Regions from separate parts of the Gossypium hirsutum genome. Here region 2 is linked to region 1. A link is a contact called in public Hi-C data. All regions are on one chromosome and are shown on one strand. Each heading gives the region's core, a stretch centred on a gene start, on an enhancer-like site or on the middle of the called end of the contact. The rest is flanking DNA. Distances are from core to core; before and after follow the strand shown. Region 1 overlaps LOC107928037 (putative disease resistance protein At4g10780). Region 2 holds the start of LOC107928115 (tyrosine--tRNA ligase, chloroplastic/mitochondrial).

Evidence for each region. Hi-C and Micro-C count contacts between places; a contact is called where the count stands out from the background.
Region 2: a contact with region 1 is called in a Hi-C map of fibers, with 2.6 times the contacts expected there. The contact joins the promoter of LOC107928115 here to the enhancer-like site in region 1. A contact is called at or near these places in 16 of 34 Hi-C or Micro-C datasets (callus, fibers, hypocotyl and 2 more).

The regions. Positions count from the first base shown.
Region 1 is chrD01:4,252,823-4,255,916 of Gossypium_hirsutum_v2.1, reverse strand. LOC107928037 (putative disease resistance protein At4g10780) reads right to left here. Exons shown (of 7, transcript XM_041086818.1): 5 at 2,383-3,094; 6 at 679-1,691; 7 at 1-185. The coding sequence ends at 730. Among protein-coding and RNA genes, the nearest start is that of LOC107928075, 17 kb to the left of the region's middle. Within about 2 kb of position 1,331, at least 4 of the 9 cell types and tissues checked have an H3K27ac peak or open chromatin away from gene starts, as enhancers often do. A contact at or near this core is called in fibers, where this site is marked.
Region 2 is chrD01:4,289,973-4,293,215 of Gossypium_hirsutum_v2.1, reverse strand. It overlaps LOC107928115 (tyrosine--tRNA ligase, chloroplastic/mitochondrial), which reads right to left and starts at 1,323. Exons shown (of 2, transcript XM_016859290.2): 1 at 1,185-1,323; 2 at 1-1,050. The coding sequence starts at 1,033. It overlaps LOC107928111 (mitogen-activated protein kinase 19-like), which reads right to left. Exons shown (of 10, transcript NM_001327282.1): 7 at 3,152-3,243; 8 at 2,948-3,049; 9 at 2,628-2,776; 10 at 2,120-2,514. The coding sequence ends at 2,120.

The DNA.
Region 1 (3,094 bases), core at 82-2,581:
ACCAAATTGAAGTTCATTTATTACAGATAAAACCACAAGAGAAGGATGCATCCGACGAAGTACCACATCAAAGATAGAACCACCACAGAAGAATGAAGGTACAGTGATGAGTTGGGTTGACTTGTTTCTCCAAGATTTGATTGTCAAGCCAACTGCTTTGCAAGCTTTAGAATGGCATAAACAACCTGTATTTAATAAGACCCCACAAAGAATTTAAAAAAAAAAAAAGTGGAGAAGTAAGGGAAGCATTAGAGGCAAGGTTTTTGACATTGATCTAAGCAAACAAGAATACTACATTGGAAAACATATTTATATCAACTTAAAGCTTGCAGTTACAAAATAAAGAAGAAAAAGGGGCTGTTGGTTCATTCAAATCATTAATGTCATAATGAGAATCTCAAGGGTTCTAGAGCAAGCCTAACCATTGGGGTTAAACAAAGAAGCAAATGAGACCGTGCTTTACTGAAACCATTTTCAACCAATTTGGCCTACAGCTGGTAACAAAGCATGATGCTAATTGATCTAAATTTGTTTCAAACATTAGTAATAGTTTTGTTCTCTTTGGTCTCTATTTTGCCAATCATAATCCTCTTCTTGCAGATTTCCCGTTTTCTTTTTGGTAGAATAAAAAATCTTCAATTTTTTTTCTAGAAATAAAAACAACAAATGAAGACTCACTGTTTAGCTTGATCCGGAATTTGATATGAACAGCAAAGGCTTCCAGCAGCGCTAATACAAGTTCAACCAAGGTCGCAGAACCTCCTTAGCATTCGGATAGTCCCACTCTACTGATTCCCACCACTCCATTGGATCTATGCGGATTAGTAAAAAAGGATGAGCAGAAGGAGCTGATTGGTGTGTATCTTGAAAAAGAGGAAGATACAGAGGCATCCTTTTTAGATTGGTACATTTCTTTACTTCGATTTTCATAAGAGAGTTGCATACCATTTCCCTATTTGAACTGCATATGCTCTTCAGCTCTGGTAAGTTCTTCAATCTTAACTCCCTTAAATTGGGAAAACTGAATTTCATGGGGGTGTTTATTCCGTTTCCCTTGTGATTCTCTTCCTCTGATGATATTATTTCCTCCATTTGTACGCAATCACAAACCACCAGATTCTCCAGGTATTGAAGGTCATGTGCTAGCTTAAATGGGAAGAGCCGCTTCATGTTTAGGCATTTTTTAATCACAAATGATTTAAGATGAGAAAAGATGCCTAGTAGAGGCAGTGACCTAGAAATAGATAGAGGTGCTTCTAATTTAATAAGCACATGCAAATTATCCAACCTTTCAAGCCACAAGTACTCAAGGTTCTCAAGTGGACTGCACAGCGAGTTCGAGTACGACGAGTCGAGAATGGATTCTATCCCTTTACAATCTTCAACTGAACAGAACCTTAACTGGCTTGCTTGTTGGAAGAATATGGAGATATCGCTTAAGCTTCTCACATTGTGGGATTCAAAAATTCTCAGAAGCATAAGATCAGTTGGAAGAATCACTGGATCTCTTCCGATCTGGCATCCACTTAAAATTACTTCCTTGTGTAAAACAGAGCGAAACCCCCTCCGGTTTGGACCCAGAGACAATTGCTGAAGATCGATATATTTAGTCAGCGTAACATCCGTCCTGTCACCAGTCACTTTCACTTTCACTTGTCCATTTATCTCTTTAATGGCCACATATTCCACACCTTCAACCGTTAAAAATATGCGAAAAGAAATAAAAGGTATGCTCAAAATAAATAAAATGCAAATATACAAAGGACACAGATTCCACAGATATTCAATATTTAGCTGCAAATAAAAGTATTTATAAATTATTCTTGAATATTGGCTTTAATCAATTATATATTTATAAAGCATTTCTCATGTTTCAATTTCCTCAAAATATGATTATGAAATGTTGAAAACTGATTTTGATGCGACATAAGCTGGTTTGATTATTGTTTGGACCATATTAATAAAAACTTTGAAAGCTTAAGTGGCTAAATGTACTTTTTATTTTTTACTTTGGTACCAAATAATTTGAATCAGTGGCTAAGCCGGGCAGCCTGAAAATTTTTTATTTTTAAATTAGTAATAGTAAAACTGTATTTTAATTCCTCAAAAATATAAAATTTTAATTTATTTCTCTAAAAATTATAAAGATATAGACTATTAAGATGATAAAATTATATTTTTACCATCATACAAATATATACTTTAATTTCGATCCTCAAAAAAATTTTCTGTTATTGTCCTTCATTTAAATATTGTATTTATAGTTAACTCGATATGTTTTGAATAAAAAATTCAATAACAAAAAGGAATATGAATATCAACACCGACGAAATTAATATCATAAAAGTAGATTAACATAATATAGATTTGATTCGATCGTACCTTGTAATGCTTCTATCATTTTCATTAGTTTTGGGACTGTGATGTCTCCTGGACCATCATACTTGAGCTTTAATTTTCTGGTTCCCTCTTTGACTTTAAACTTGGCTTCAGGTGGTGCCATGACAAGCAAGTAAGAAGTAAGACTTTGACCTCGTATAGAGTCGGTGTAGTCATTAAAGTCTGTCAACTCATTAAATCTCCCTTCAAATTTCTCTAGCTTCCTTAATCTGGCAGCTTCCGATCCATCCAGTTTTACAGTACATGATTTACTGTAAAATATCAAATATTGCAGACAGGAAAGCTGAGGGAGAATTGCCATTGGGAACTCCTTTAAGCTTTCAGTAGATAAATCAAGATATGTCAGATTTACTAACATTTCCAAACCTTTAGGCACCTCTTCCATAGCTGTATCACGGAGGTTTAGCTTTCGTAGAGCCTTAAGCTTTTCTAGTGAAGGCACATATCTCAACTTGTTGCATCCACGAAGCACCAATGCAATGAGCGTTTGCAAGTTTGATACGGAATTGGGCAATTGCTTGATACTGGTATAAGAAAGGTCAAGAATGCTGAGACTATGCATGTGCTGAAAGAATGATTCTGAAATCCTTTCCAAGCACTTATTGTTTTGTAGTAATAAGGTCGAAAGAATTTCACAATTGGGTGACAAGTGCGGAGGAATCTCTGATACGTTATTCACCATGAAGGAAACTTT
Region 2 (3,243 bases), core at 74-2,573, 37 kb before region 1:
CTTCCATATTCAAGAACGTAAGAATTTTGAGGAACCTCACCACATCTGCATCTGGAACAGAGAAGAAATACTGATAAAACTTATATGGAGACAACATAGACGGTGAAAGCCAAATTGCACCGTCTTCCGATTTTCCAAACTTGGTGCCATCACTCTTCAACAAAAGTGGAAATGTCAATCCATAAGCTCCTTCAGCTTGTAAAATCTTCCTTATCAACTCAGTCCCAGCAGTAATATTACCCCACTGATCACTCCCACCGATTTGTACATTCACACCTTCATTCTTAAAAAGGTATAAAAAATCATATCCTTGCAACAACTGATAAGTAAACTCAGTATAGCTCATCCCTTGTTCAGATTCCAGCCTCTTTTTAACACTCTCCTTACTCATCATACTCCCCACCCTTGCATATCGACCGACTTGTTTAAGAAAATCGAGCAACCTAACCTCTTTCCACCAATCATAATTGTTTAAAATCACAAAGTTAGAGTTTTGTTCAGAACCTAAATTTGCATTTTTACTAAGAATCTTATTTACAATCTCCATGATCCCAGCAATGTTTTTTTCCAATGATTCCAAATCAAGTTCAGGTCTTTCTTGGCTTTTCCCAGAAGGGTCACCAATTCTACCAGTAGCTCCACCAATCAAGGCAACAGCTCTGTGACCACATCTTTGGAACCAAGAGAGAACAATGAGCCCCAAAAGGTTACCCAAGTGTAAGCTCTCAGCAGTTGGGTCAAAACCACAATAAACTTTGAGAGGACCAGCAGTTTGGTCTGAACAAACCAACCTGAGATTTTCATTGGTTATGGATTCAAGCAATCCTCTTTCTTCAAGTATTTTGACAACATTTGGGGTGCTACCCATTTGAAATTTCGGTTCAACGGTTGGCTGAGGAGTGTTTAGGCTGCAACTTACGGAAGAAAAGCTCAAACTTTTTATGGGTCTTCTAGAAGCAGGAATAAACTTGGTTGTAGTAAAGGGTAGCAAAAATTTCCCATGGTTGAAGCAAAGGAAAGTCCTTGAAGCCATTAACAGTGTTCTGTTTCCTATTTTAAAAAGAAAAAAAGGGAAAAACAAAAGCTTTTAGCTTTATGTAATTAACAATGCCAATCTTTGAATACGAAACTATCATATTGAAATTGATTTAAAAAGGCAAAATGAAATAAAGAGCAAGACTGACCTTGGTGACTATGGCTGTCCACTGAGTCTCAAAGCAGAGAGAATAACAGAGAAAAATTGTGGGATTAGGAAGAGAAGGATAAGCCGCTGTGTGGGTTTGGATTTTGGAAGAGAATTTGGTTTTAAATGGCCTAAAGCCCAAATTTGAAGGCTTTAAAAGAAATATTTACAAATATTATGAATTTATGAATAATTTTATTTATTTCCTAATTCCCACCAAAAAAATATTTTACTTGTATAACACAAAATTGTGGTGATCATAAATAAAAATAAGATTAGGAAAAAATTATGCTTATGCTTGTATTTATATATTATTTATCATATCTATTATTTTTATAAATGTTTTATTTTTTCATTACCAGTAAAATCTGCATTTATATTAATATTTTTATTTTCATAAGTACAAAAATTTATGAGTGAACTACATCACTAGTCACTCAAATATTAACAAGCTTTATATTATGTGTAAATTTTACAGTTAAATTTATTAAATTTAAGTCAAATTAATAAAATTTACATTGAAAAAACCTTGTTAATTAGATCATATTTCAAAATATTTTACCATTCTTCCAATATTGTGTACATGCAACAAAGCCTACAAAAGAAGTCAATATTGTGTGTGTCTGTTGTTTCTGTAATACAAATTGAAATTTGAAAACAAAATAAAATGATTGAACAATATTTTATAATGCTTTGTCCAACTAGGCAAAAATCTGGGTGTGAATGCAAGTAGTGGTACTGAGTCTCCTCCTAACAACTTGAACCAATTTATTTGATTTTTTATAGAATCCAATGATACAACCTATAATTACAAAAGGGAATAAATTAGAAGACAATGGGAAAGAGCAATCGCCAAAAATGGCATTCATAAGCTCAACCACCCTCCACAAATATTTATCCCCAATCTACCCTCATCTGAGGTGCAAATATCAGTTTTTAAGACAATCCGTATTGAACTGTCCCTACATTCATGTGGGCGGCTACAGCCACCGCAGCAGCACCAACTGCACCAAACTGGGTTTGTGCGTGTAGAAGTTTTGCATCAATCGGTAATCTATCGGTTAATTGGTCAGACTTGGTTTGCGGATGGTAATAGAGGTGGTTGTTAATGTCGACAACCATTCCTGGGGCTGGTTTTGCCACCATAGTAAACTGAGGTTGTATTCCGGATTTCTCTTGATGTTTGGTGGTGGTTCGGTAGAAACAATGGGGGGAGATGTTCTGCGGAGGAAGCACTGCATGTCTGTAAATGATTTTAGAATCGAAACCATCTTTAGTGTTTTTCCCATTCTCGTAAGGTACGACAGATCCAACGATTCTCCCTGGTTTAGCTGTACAAAACAAGAGGTTTAAGAAAAAATCTGGCATCAGCTAAATGGCGTAACAAACGGGCATGCATACCTAACGGTTCAGTAGTTTTTAGTAAAAGCATAAGAGTTGGTACCTGATGGCACCCTAGGTGGTGGCCGTGCAGCAGTCTTTGGATAACCAGCAACAGTATCTGTTTCCCTTCTGGGAGCCTCATCTTTAACTCGTTGGTTCTCACACAAAACCGAAGTTGACTGCGTATTAGTGTTCGAATGAACTGTAGACCTGCAATTGAACAGAACACAAATTAAAAAATTTTCATCTCCAGAGGGGGAGAAAATTCATACATAATAAAGAAATACATTTGTCATGTTTATGCTATGTAATTATGGCTCTATAATACATCAGTATGCATTTTTAGAACACAGATTGTCCAAATTCCGAAACAAGTAATACCTTGGGAGGGACACGTGCTTCCTCTCCAGAGGGAAAACTGGTGCGCTTCTACCACCGTTTTCCTCAAGGTATGCAAACTGCTTTCTGAATTGACCAATGGCACTGCAATTTATAGAACACAAACACAAACACACAATATTATCATGTGGATCAAGGGCGAAAAAATACAAGCCGAGAAGCATTAAAATTTGAAGGCATTCAGACCTTGGATAGAGAAAATTGGGTCCTTCGTTTCCATTTATATAGTCTTTGAGCAGCTGAGGATGATATTCTAGTATCTCCCGGTAAAGCAATTC